Linked DNA regions of Danio rerio: region 2 is linked to region 1. A link is a contact called in public Hi-C data. All regions are on one chromosome and are shown on one strand. The core of a region is the stretch at or near the end of the contact, and the rest is flanking DNA. Distances in the headings are between cores, read along the strand shown.

The links. Hi-C and Micro-C count contacts between places; a contact is called where the count stands out from the background.
Region 2: a Hi-C map of embryo shows a contact between it and region 1, with 5 times the contacts expected there. The contact joins two enhancer-like sites. A contact is called at or near these places in 5 of 18 Hi-C or Micro-C datasets (caudal fin, embryo, hematopoietic stem cells and 1 more) and 2 of 4 datasets of contacts at active chromatin or transcription factors (caudal fin and embryo).

Annotation. Positions count from the first base shown.
Region 1 is chr15:32,734,520-32,740,144 of GRCz12tu, forward strand. LOC141377978 reads right to left here. Exons shown (of 5, transcript XM_073924213.1): 5 at 2,092-2,762. The coding sequence ends at 2,604. Among named protein-coding and RNA genes, the nearest start is that of nlk2, 14 kb to the right of the region's middle. Within about 2 kb of position 3,137, at least 11 of the 62 cell types and tissues checked have an H3K27ac peak or open chromatin away from gene starts, as enhancers often do.
Region 2 is chr15:33,446,231-33,451,855 of GRCz12tu, forward strand. It overlaps akap1b (A kinase (PRKA) anchor protein 1b), which reads right to left. Exons shown (of 11, transcript NM_001098179.2): 3 at 2,409-2,542; 4 at 2,071-2,197; 5 at 1,242-1,369. It also overlaps a transcript of or40a1 not described here. Among named protein-coding and RNA genes, the nearest start is that of akap1b, 8.5 kb to the right of the region's middle. Within about 2 kb of position 2,436, at least 7 of the 62 cell types and tissues checked have an H3K27ac peak or open chromatin away from gene starts, as enhancers often do.

The DNA.
Region 1 (5,625 bases), core at 1,887-4,386:
GTATTTTATGTTTTTAAGGCAGCTTAAAAAGTAAAGCAGTTGCCAGAGAGAGGTAGCCTGAAATCCAGTAAAATCTTTTCCAGTAACGTCAAAAGTAATTAAAAACACTTCAAATAATATTTAACATTACAGGTTATAATGTAAATGCGTAAATAAAATTCATATTTGCTTTTAAATTATCCTAAACGCCATTTTGAATGCCTTTTTGTACCTTTGGTTGTTTAGTCAGACGTTAGTTTTGGGGCGCGACTGATCTTGAACTCTAAAAAATTGCTTTAACATTTATACCTCACCTTCTCAGATTTACAGCACCACACGCCACCTTCTATTTCCGCATTCACTTTTATAACCCTGACTTGCTGTTATTATAGCATTATAAACAGGACAAACGGAAGCTGTGTTTTCCCCCGCGGAAAGTCCCGCCGGAACCCCTTTGGAGTCTCTGGCCTGGCACTGCTGTTAAAAAAGGTGAGTCAAAAGATGAGCATGTCTGAGTTTGAACTGCTAGAAAGACATGGACGAGAACTAATTAAACATTGGTGGTTATTTGGCAATTGGCCTTATACTCTATTGTACTCTATTGTTTGCTTGACTATTAAATTTAGAAATCTATTTTAACAACCCCTTCTCATGTTTTATTAGGAAATATTTTATGAGGGGCGAAACGCCACCTCAGTAGGAATAAAGGAGTGCACCACTAGATGTAGCTGTTGTCCATCATAAAGTGCAAGACAAGCACATAAGCCAAAATGTATTTTTATTTATTTATTTATTTATTTATTTATTTATTTATTTATTTATTTATTTATTTATTTATTTATTTATTTATTTATTTATTTTTATTGCAGAATGCAGAAACATACAGAACAGTATCCTACATACAACATAAAGAGCAATATCAATTGATAAATAAAACAGGAGAGAAAGGAGAAAAAAAAACAAACATTTTTGCTCTTACAAGGGTTATTTTAAAATGACTTATACAAAGATCTTAAAATCTTAAGATTTTTACAGTTTTTAAAGCTTTCTTATTAGTCAATCCTGAAATTAACTGTTAAGAAGAGCACACAAGCCAACATTAAGAGTAAAAACAGACTACAAGATTACCTACAGAGATCCCACTGAGTGTATGAGAAAACATTCACTTTATTTAAAAATAAAATATTATAATGATGATATTTTATGATCATATTAAAATATTAAATTATCTTTAATAAATGAATGATCAGTAAAATCACTTTTATAGCAAATAATTAGTTATTTTCATGGTCTTTAAGGTGAAATCATGCAGCATAAACAAAGGAAGTTGAAAAAAGGTAGGCTAAATATGTATATGAAGTAAATAGATCAAACTAACTCAAAGTATATTATAGAGTCAATATTACACAATATAAAATACAGTATATACACATTGTTATGCATTATTTTATTAATATTTTTATCGAAATGTATAGCTAATATAAATGTAAATAAAAACTATAGAAAAACAGGCAAAAAAGGCGAAAGCAACAAAATTATATACGGTACAATACCAGTCAAAAGTTTGGAAGTTTGGGGTCAGTAAGATTTTTAAATGTTTTAAAGCTTCCCCTGCTCACCAAGGCTGCATTTATGTAATCAAAAATACAGTATAAATTGGCAAATTGTGAAACGTTATTGCTCTATAAAATAACTGTTCAGAAGTAGTTTATAATTTAATTTAATAATTTATTCCAGTGATTTAATGCTGAATTTTCAGCTTCATTACTCCAGTCTTCAGAGTCACATGATTCTTCAGAAATCACTCTAATAATAATCATTATTATTATTTTTATTATTATTATGATTAAAAATGGTAATATTAATAAAAGCAATAATGACGAGTAATAATTTCATATGAAACTACACAATAAGAAAGCAGCTATTTAAAAGTTCAATAACTATTTTTTACATTTAATACATTATATACAAGCATTTAAGCATGTTTATTTAGTTTATCTAGAAAAATGTATTATCAACTTTAAACAATATAAAAACACAGAAATACATGAACTAACATACAAATGAATTCAAACTAATAATAACACTGTAGAGAACATGAAAGCAATACAACATATACTGTACACACATTCATGCATGTTTATTTATTTATTTTTGATTCAATCTTCAAAAAATGAATTATCAACTTAGAAAAAGATACAAACTTGTTTACGTAAACTAATATAAATGGTAGTCATGGTAGTGCATGGAGTACCACAATCGCATCACAGCAAGAAAGTCGCTGGTTCAAGCCACAGTCCAAAGACATGCGCTATAGGTGAATTGAATAGGCTACATTGGCTTTAGTGTATGTGTGTGAAAGCAGTAGTGTATGGGTGTTTCTCAGAGCTGGGTTGCGGTTGGAAGGGCCTCCGCTGCGTAAAACATATGCTGGATAAGTTGATGGTTAATTCCGCTGTGGCGACCCCTAAATAATAAAGGAACTAAGCTGAGAAGAAAATGAATGAATAAACATGAACATTTTTATTCATTATTTTGTTAATTTATTTTTTGAATCTACATAAATATATTTTAAGCTTAATAACGGTACATCACATTTAACCTGTACTGTATACGCATCTACATCACATACTGTATGCAGACCAAAGCTTTGTTTGTGGAAGGAAAAGGCCAGAATCTTGATTCATGCGCCTATAGGGAAAAAACCCACTATGAAATACATCAATGATGAATGTATAAATCCCCTGGGGGTCCTGACGTGTCCCAGCATCTCCTGCGACGATCTGCAGATGATAAAAGAGGAACATAACACTCCGTTCTTTCTTCGTTTCTAATAATACCATTAAGCATCACACAAACCCACTTGCATTTAAAAAAAACAGCGCTCCATATTTGGACCATGATTGACATTTCTAATAAAAGCTAAGCATTACTTCCACCAAAGTGATAGAACTGTCGCAAACGCCAGTGATTTCACTCTCCTCCCTCCCTCCTCACCCCCGTCAGAAATATGCCCAAGACGGCATGGTAAAAATAGACAGTCGAAAGATTCCTTGTGCTTTAAATAGAGCTGACTCTCTAAGTATGAGGTCAGTGTCACTGAATGTCTTTGTAGGCTCTATTCTGTACTTCTGTGACTAAAGCCAAGCAGATACAGCTCTCTTTCTCTCTGCCACAAGCGGATCAACAATGCTTCAGTGTAACACTCACAGTCTATGTACACTCACAAGCCCCCAGATGTGTGACGATCTCTCAGTCTGAACGAAGGCCTGAAGGCTTCTGTGACTGGAGCTGCGTGAACGCCGACATTTTTTTCCATTACACAACCTGATTTTGCAATTAAAACTTGCACCTAGAGTATTGGATTCATTAAATCCAACCATGAATAATTTACATGCACATAATTTGGAAAAAAAAAATCAATTACATACTTCCATGACATTCCTCGTGTGGTCTTTGTTTCTTGGAGCCGTGTACGGATTATGTTCTATTGTTCCGCTCTGTAATCTTTACTACATGTTACGTTCGAATGGCTTGGACGAACAATAGGTGGTTGAAAGAAAATGTACATGCAATAAAATGTGAGTCTGGGTCCCTGCCGTCAGTGCCTGACCTCAGTGGGATTGAATTAACATTTGACCAACATCGTGTCCACGTTTGATTATGTTGTGTAGCTCGGAGCAGATTAATGGAAGTGAATGGAATTTATTAACAATATCTTCATAATTTCTTAACTGATTAATGATATTTGATCAAATGTTTTATTGAAACTTAAAGCTAAAATAGGTGGATCATTCCGCGGTGGCCTGATAACCTGATAAATAAGGGACTAAGCCGAAGAAAAATATATAAATAAAGCTAAAATTAACGTAAATAAAAACAACTAAATACTAAAATATACAGTAAATTCAGAAATTTTTGCCTGCCTTTGATTTTTTTCCCTTTTTAAATATTTCCCAAATGATGTTTAACAGAACAAGGGAATTTTCACAGTATGTCTGAAAAGATTTTTTTTTCTGGAGAAAGTCTTATTTGTTTTGTTTAAGCTAGAATAAAAGCAGTTTTTTTTTTTTTTTTTTTTTAAGGTCAAAATTATTAGCCTCTTTAAGCTATATATTTTATTCAACAGTCTACAGAACAAACCATGGTTATACAATAAATTGCCTAATTAATTACCTTAACCTGCCTAGTTACCCAGTTAACCTAGTTAAGCCTTTAAATGTCACTTTAAGCTGTGTAGAGGTGTTGAAATATTTCTTGTCAAATATTATTTACTGTCATCATGGCGAAGAAAAAATAAATCAGTTATTAGAAATGAGTTACTAAAACTGTTAGGTTTAGAAATGTGTTGAAAAAAATGTGCTTTTCCTAAAACTGAAATTGGAAAGAAAAAAACAGTGGAGCTAATAATTCAGGGGGGCTAATAATTCTGACTTCAACTATATAACTACATAAACTAATAAATAAATTAATCCAAACAAATAATAACACTGCAGAGAACATCGAGGAATACAATATATGCACATTTTATACAATATTTATTTATATAATTTATTAACAATTTACTTATAATATCTTTGTAATTTCTTCATAACTGAATAATGGTATTTGAATACATTTTAATTGAAACCTAAAATAAACAAATAAAAACAACAAAATATAAAAAATCTATTTAAATACACAAATAAATTAATAATTAATTCAAACAAATAATAACTCGGTAGAGAAAATTTAGGAATACAATATAAACATTCTTTGCATGCTAATTTATTTATTATCCAATCTACAAAAATGTATTATTAACTAAATACATAAAATAAGCAATACAATATTTGTACATTTTTATGCAATGTTTTAGTTTATTTATTTATTTTTAAATCTAGATGAATGTATAAACAATTTATTAACAACATCTTTGCAATTTCTTAATAACTGAGAGAATTAGGTGATCAATGGTGCTGACTGAGCCAATTCTGAACAAAGTAGTGGTCTAGATCTTATTTAGAAACAGAACTTCTATTTTTTTTAATACTCAAACCAAATAATATTATTTTGTCCTTCATTTTCTTTTTGGCTTAGTCCCATTATTAATCTGGGCTCGCCACAGCGGAATGAACTGCCAAATTATCCAGCAAATGTTTTATGCAGCAGATGCCCTTTCAGCTGCAACCCATCACTGGAAAACATCCATACACTCCCATTCACACACACTATGGCCAGTTTAGCTTCTAGCATGTCTTTGGACTGTGGATAAAACCAGAGCACCTGGAGGAACCCACGTGAGCACGGGGAGAACATGCAAACTCAGAAATGACAACTGACCCAGCCGAGGCTTGATACAGTGAACTTCTTATTGTGAGGTGACAGCACTAACCACTGGGCCATCGGGCCACCGTGCCACCTAACATTATTTTAAATGTTTTTATTAAATTTATAGTTCACCTAAAAAATGAAATGTACTCTTGATTTACTCACCTTCAAGTGTTTCCAATTCTTTATCAGTTTCTTACTTTTGTTGACTATACATGTTGTTCACTAAAGATATTTTGAAGAAAGTGGAAAAAACATTGACCTCATTGGTTACAGGTTTCAAGCTTTCTTCGAAATATTTTCTTTTGTGTTTAACAGACTAAAAAAACTCTTAAA
Region 2 (5,625 bases), core at 1,186-3,685, 710 kb after region 1:
GAATAAGGCGTTTACATGTCTGTAATGCACTTTAATATTGTGAATAAAATTGCCATACTCCACACGTCCTACTTCGATTTCTCGATGACTTTAATCTGATTAAATTAACCAAAAATCGCTGTTGACATAGTCGACTCTTAATCAGAGTATTGTCTTAATCGAATAATTGGTGTCCATGTAAACGTAGTCACTGACAGTATAGTGTCCTCTTTACTTTTACTGGGGCATTATTACTCGCATAAACCACAGGTTGAGCTGCTGGCCTCACTAACACCACTTCCAACAGCAACCTAGTCTTCCCATGTGGTCTCCCATCCAGGTACTGATCAGGCTTAGCTCTGCTTAACTTCAGTAAGCGGTCTTGGGCTGCAGGATGATATGGCTGTGGCCATATCAATACAAGGTGGATGATAGTATACAATATACTAGGCTATTTTGGGTTATTTAGAGAGCAAATAATTTCAATAATCTGTGCAGTGACACTGTTAGAGAACAACCTGTGCTGCAGAAAATGGCATTTAGATGATCATGTAAATGTGATGCAAGCTTTTAATAAAAAACGTTCAACAACAGTGATGTGGGTGTTGTCCCAAGCTTTAAAATTTGTTGACTTCAGCTAAGTCACACAAAGTTTCAGTTTATATTATAGATCAGCTTTTCAGTGTTATATACATATAGAAACTATTAACGCACCTTCTGAAACTAATTCCACATAAAAATCAATTGATTCAAATCAAGATGACACCCTATTCATTCTTCATTTTCACCAAGTACTTCAGGGCTTTTAGAAGTTAATCCTAAAGTATACTTTTGTTATATATACGCAAGAGTCAGCATACAGTAAGCATAAAGAAAATGTAATAATCAAAATAATGCTTATACTGTATGCGCACTCAAATAAAAAATATGTAGGTGCATTTGATTTTTGCAATAATTACTTTATCCACAAGGTGGCAACCATGCCTCATGGGCACCAATTCAGAATATAGAAGAAAAGCTGTACAAACAGAACAGACTGATATGCTGCAAGCTACAATGACAAGAGATGTAGATGAGAAATTGTGCAAAGATGTTCAGAGCACACTCATTTGTATAACATAAGAGTATAAAGATGGTAAGAAATGGACAAGCAGCTGTAGGCCAAAAGTAAAAAAATCATCACAATTTATCCCATAGTGCAAAGTATACTTTGAGCTTCAACGGTCTATGTTATATGCAGGAGAGGAAGGAGCCAATCTCACCCAAGAAGTCATGGGCAGAGAGGGCAGCGTTAGCGGCGGGGGAGGTGGGGCATACAAGTTGGTCAGGTCGAGGTCTTTGAACTTTTTCCCAATCAAAGCCAGTGCCTTGTCTACCTGCTGCTGGGTCCCTAAAAAACAAACAAACAAAACAACAGAGTCAACGCGTTATATGCACAGCAATTGGTTTTTAACACCGATAAACTTCTGGTGGAAGGTTGATGCGACGATTTTCAATTTCATAAGCTTTGTCTGACAGCGTCGATAATTTGATTCAAATATAACTTGTTACATAAACTTAAGCATTCATCTAGATCAGGGGTGTTCAAACTCGGTCCTGTAGGGCCGGTGTCCTGGAGAGTTTAGCTCCAACCTTAATCAAGCACAGCTGAACCAGCTTATCAAGCTCTAGCTAGATATTCTAGAAACTTCCTGACAGGTGTCTTGAAGCAAGTTGGAGCTAAACTCACCAGGAGACTGGCCCTTCAGGACAGAGTTTGGACTCCCCTGATCTAGTGTTAAATTCATTTAAAGAAGTGTTGCCAGGAGCAACAGGTGAGAAACTCCATCGAAAAAGTTAAATAAATTTGGTAAACATAAAATAAATGTGGTAAAATAAATTTCTATATTTTAAAAATACTGGAATTTAATGCAGTGCTTGTTGTTGAGACCCACTTTATATTGTATCTCAACCAGGCAGCATAGATTTTAAACAAACCAGACCTTAAAACACATCGAGTTTAATGCAAATATAAAAGTCCCCATGCAAGTGTCTTATTAAATCCACAGATGAACAGTGAGAATGAGGCCATTCAGACAAAGATTCCCTTACCTTCTATATGGCAGATCTGAAACTCTTGAGTGTAAGGCAGGGTTGAAATGTAGATCTTAGCACCAGAGCTCTGCTTCAAGAAGCTCACGTATCTCCCTTGTTTGCCTATTAACCGCCCAACTAGATGCTACAAAAACAGGAAAACCACTGATATCAATGGCTCAATTTCAGAAACGAGATTAAAAAGTTTTGCACACTAAAATGTTGTGTTATGCATTCAAACATCACTGGCCATTTACGATTCATTCTGTGCTTTGCAGTGTTTTACTTAAAAGCTGCTAAAATGGAAACTTTTGATTGACAGCAGAAGCACTAAATGGGGGTTAGGAAAAACACACCTTTGGCACCTCAATCTCCCACACAATAAGCTCTGAGCTCTGTGATTGACAGGTCTGGCTGGCACTCAGCTGACCATCTCCCGCCCCCAAGGTAGAACAGCTGTCCACTGAATCCATGCTATTCACATCTGAACCTGTTGGAGGGTGGAAGAAACAACACATCAATATGATCAGCATGAAACTTTGTCTTTACCTATTGTTTGTAAAAGTATTTATAACCACAAAAGTAATCAAATTAAACAAACAAGGATTCAATGTGGTTACAAAAAGGAACAAATACTTTATATAAATAAAATGTATGCACATACATATGTACAACTAATCCCAAGGTAAAATGTTTGTATATAGTTTTATATAGTATTAGTATTATATAAGTCACAATAGTAATAGGAAATAGTAGTAGTATTAAAAACGCATAAAAAGGTAACATAGCAGATGAAATACAGAGCAATAAATAGAGAATCTGCCAACAGATACAATTCATAAATCACCTGCTACTAATCCTGAGATGATCTGGATATTGTAAATACCACAGTCATTGTAGTTGGAAAAATATGGCATCGATTCCACATACGCTCCAGACAACATTTCTATAACTTCTATCGAAATCTTTTAAGGCGTCTAAACAGATCATTCTTTAAAAGAAATTCAAATGCTAATGCCTGCTTAGTCAAGTCATGACAGTCTGCTAAGTAACCATGGGTTAACAATAACAAACACAACCAATACAGACGAAAATGACCACTGACAAACAAAACAAGCCTCTTCCCTCAGGACGAAAAGCTATTGTGTTTTTTTTTATTCACACCCTTAAGGCAGTAAGTCCTCTTCTGTGTAGTCACTTTTCCTTCAATCTGACAGTATCAACGATTATTCATTTACTTGGGTTATACTAACAAGAAAGGAAGCAATTTTAGTTTTGCTACACTTTCTCCTTTCATTCAAATGTTGATGGGCTGAAGACTGGCTGTGTTCCAGACTGGATTAATCCACCTTAGAATTGCAATTCATTGCAAACCAAAGGGCACAAAACTGACCACTTCAAAATGCCTTTTGGTATGTAGGATTTTAAAAGATATAATTGGACACTTTTTACTCCAGAGATTATTTGTGCAAGGTTTCACACCCCTGAACGTATAACACGCAAGATGCAAAAGTATATCATGACAAATTCCTTTGAAACTCTCTATCTACAAGGTATTAAGAATGAGACCTTTAGAAATGGATCAGAGCAAGTCTACAAACCTCACAATATGACAGGAGGATCAGCAAGCAGTGACTGGTGTGACAACACCTTACAAGTGTTTAAGCAAATAACTCAGTTTTTCTGTCATCAAATCAGCAGAGAAATGCCCCAGGCCGTAAAAACAAACATTGGATGTCACCGACCCAGTATTGTTATGTTCTTGTTTATAACTATTGATGAAGAACCAATAACAAACTTACTACTGCCCATTTCCAACACCTGGGGCCTCATGTACGAAGACTTGCGTGGAAATCATACTAAAACATTGCGTACACACAAAGCTGTAAATGTGCGTACGCAGAAAAAATTTCAGATGTATGAAACACTGCCAAATCTCACGCATATTCTTTTGTACATCTGAATGAACGTGAAACTGAGCGCAACATGCACGAGCACAAAACCCCTCCCTGCCTCCTCCCCCATATGAATATGCTAATGACTATGCTAATGGAAAAACCCAACGAAAAAGCAAAGACAAAATCAAGCAAAAAGAGAAACTTTGAACAGAATGTGAATTGGAGGTGCTGCTTTCGGAGGAAGACCGGAGAAAAGCGGTGTTATTTGCAAGTTTGTTCTCCGGAATTAACAACAAAAGAAAAAAATAGAGTGGGAGAGTTTAGCTGATGCGGTCAACACAGTTGGGTCTGAACATATCGCACTGAGTGCATTAAAAAAAAAAGACATAGTCTGGTTTATATCTGTAAAATGTTGCAGTACGCTTAACAGTCTCAGTGGCGCGCTCGTAAGACGCATTTGATCATGAATTGATACGTTCGAGCATGAACTCGGCTCGATTCCAGCGTCTGATGAACTCTTGTTTTTTCCCCCGCTACATATCAGATTTTGCCAACTATTTATCACGAGAAAGACAAGTAGGAATCATCAATAAGTTCATATCAATAAGCATCATATTTTATTTGCAAATTTATTGAATGGAAATGTTTCTGATTCACGCATGCAAATTCATCTTCAGATAGTGTCTTTATAGCAATGTGCGTGCGGTAGATCGCTCAGATTACATTGGGAAAACAGGCGACTGCTGCAAATTGTGCTTTAATGTTTAGCTGGTCAAATGTATGGTATGGAAACCTTATATACCTGCTGAACCCATCTCATACAGCTGCCATTGCATGGCTCAGACACTTTGTAGAGAGGAATTTAACACAACTGCCTCTAGGAGTCGCCAATGGAAATAAAACAGACACGCACAAAAAATGTGCATACGCCTGCCAGAAAGCTGCCGTGAAGCTGCGCACATTCCCACGTTCAGTTCATTGTTAGTAAATCCAAACGTGAGCGATTCTGAGCGTGAAACCTGGCGTACGCAAAGTTTTTGTGCGTACGCAGCGTTGATACATGAGGCCCCTGCTCTGAAGCAGATAATTAAAAAAATAAAATAAAAAAAAACGCAAGAGACTGCTGATAACCATGTAAGGTATAGCAGGGAGCAGTAAAAACAGCCGTGCACATGTGATTGTACTCATGTAACATACTCTGTTTTGGAACTTGAGCATCTGAGGTTTCCAAAGAGTCTATTCACAGTTTGAGGTACCCTTGACTCAGGCTTTTTGAAGTACTACATTTGGCCAAACATCAATATGAGTATTGTCACTGGTTAGAGTTAAATAAACTAAGCCAGCTGAAAACAGTGGTCTTCTTTGTGAACAATAAAATTATTAGCTTAATTTTGGTTGAAAACATTTGCAGAAAATTCCTTTACAACTGACAAGCTGCAAACTAAGCAAAGTGAATTACAAGCTATTCTAAGGCTTTGAATGAATTTGAAATAAACATACCACATAATACACTGTTAAACAAGCCACAATTAAACAACCTGCCCAGGTGGAGTTTACATGGAGTGTGCAATATCAGGAAAAGCTCAAACTTCACTGAAATGTAACTGAATTTCCATTCTACAGGTTCAAAATGGCAAAATAATTATTTTTTGGGGTTGATTCTTGATTTGAGGTC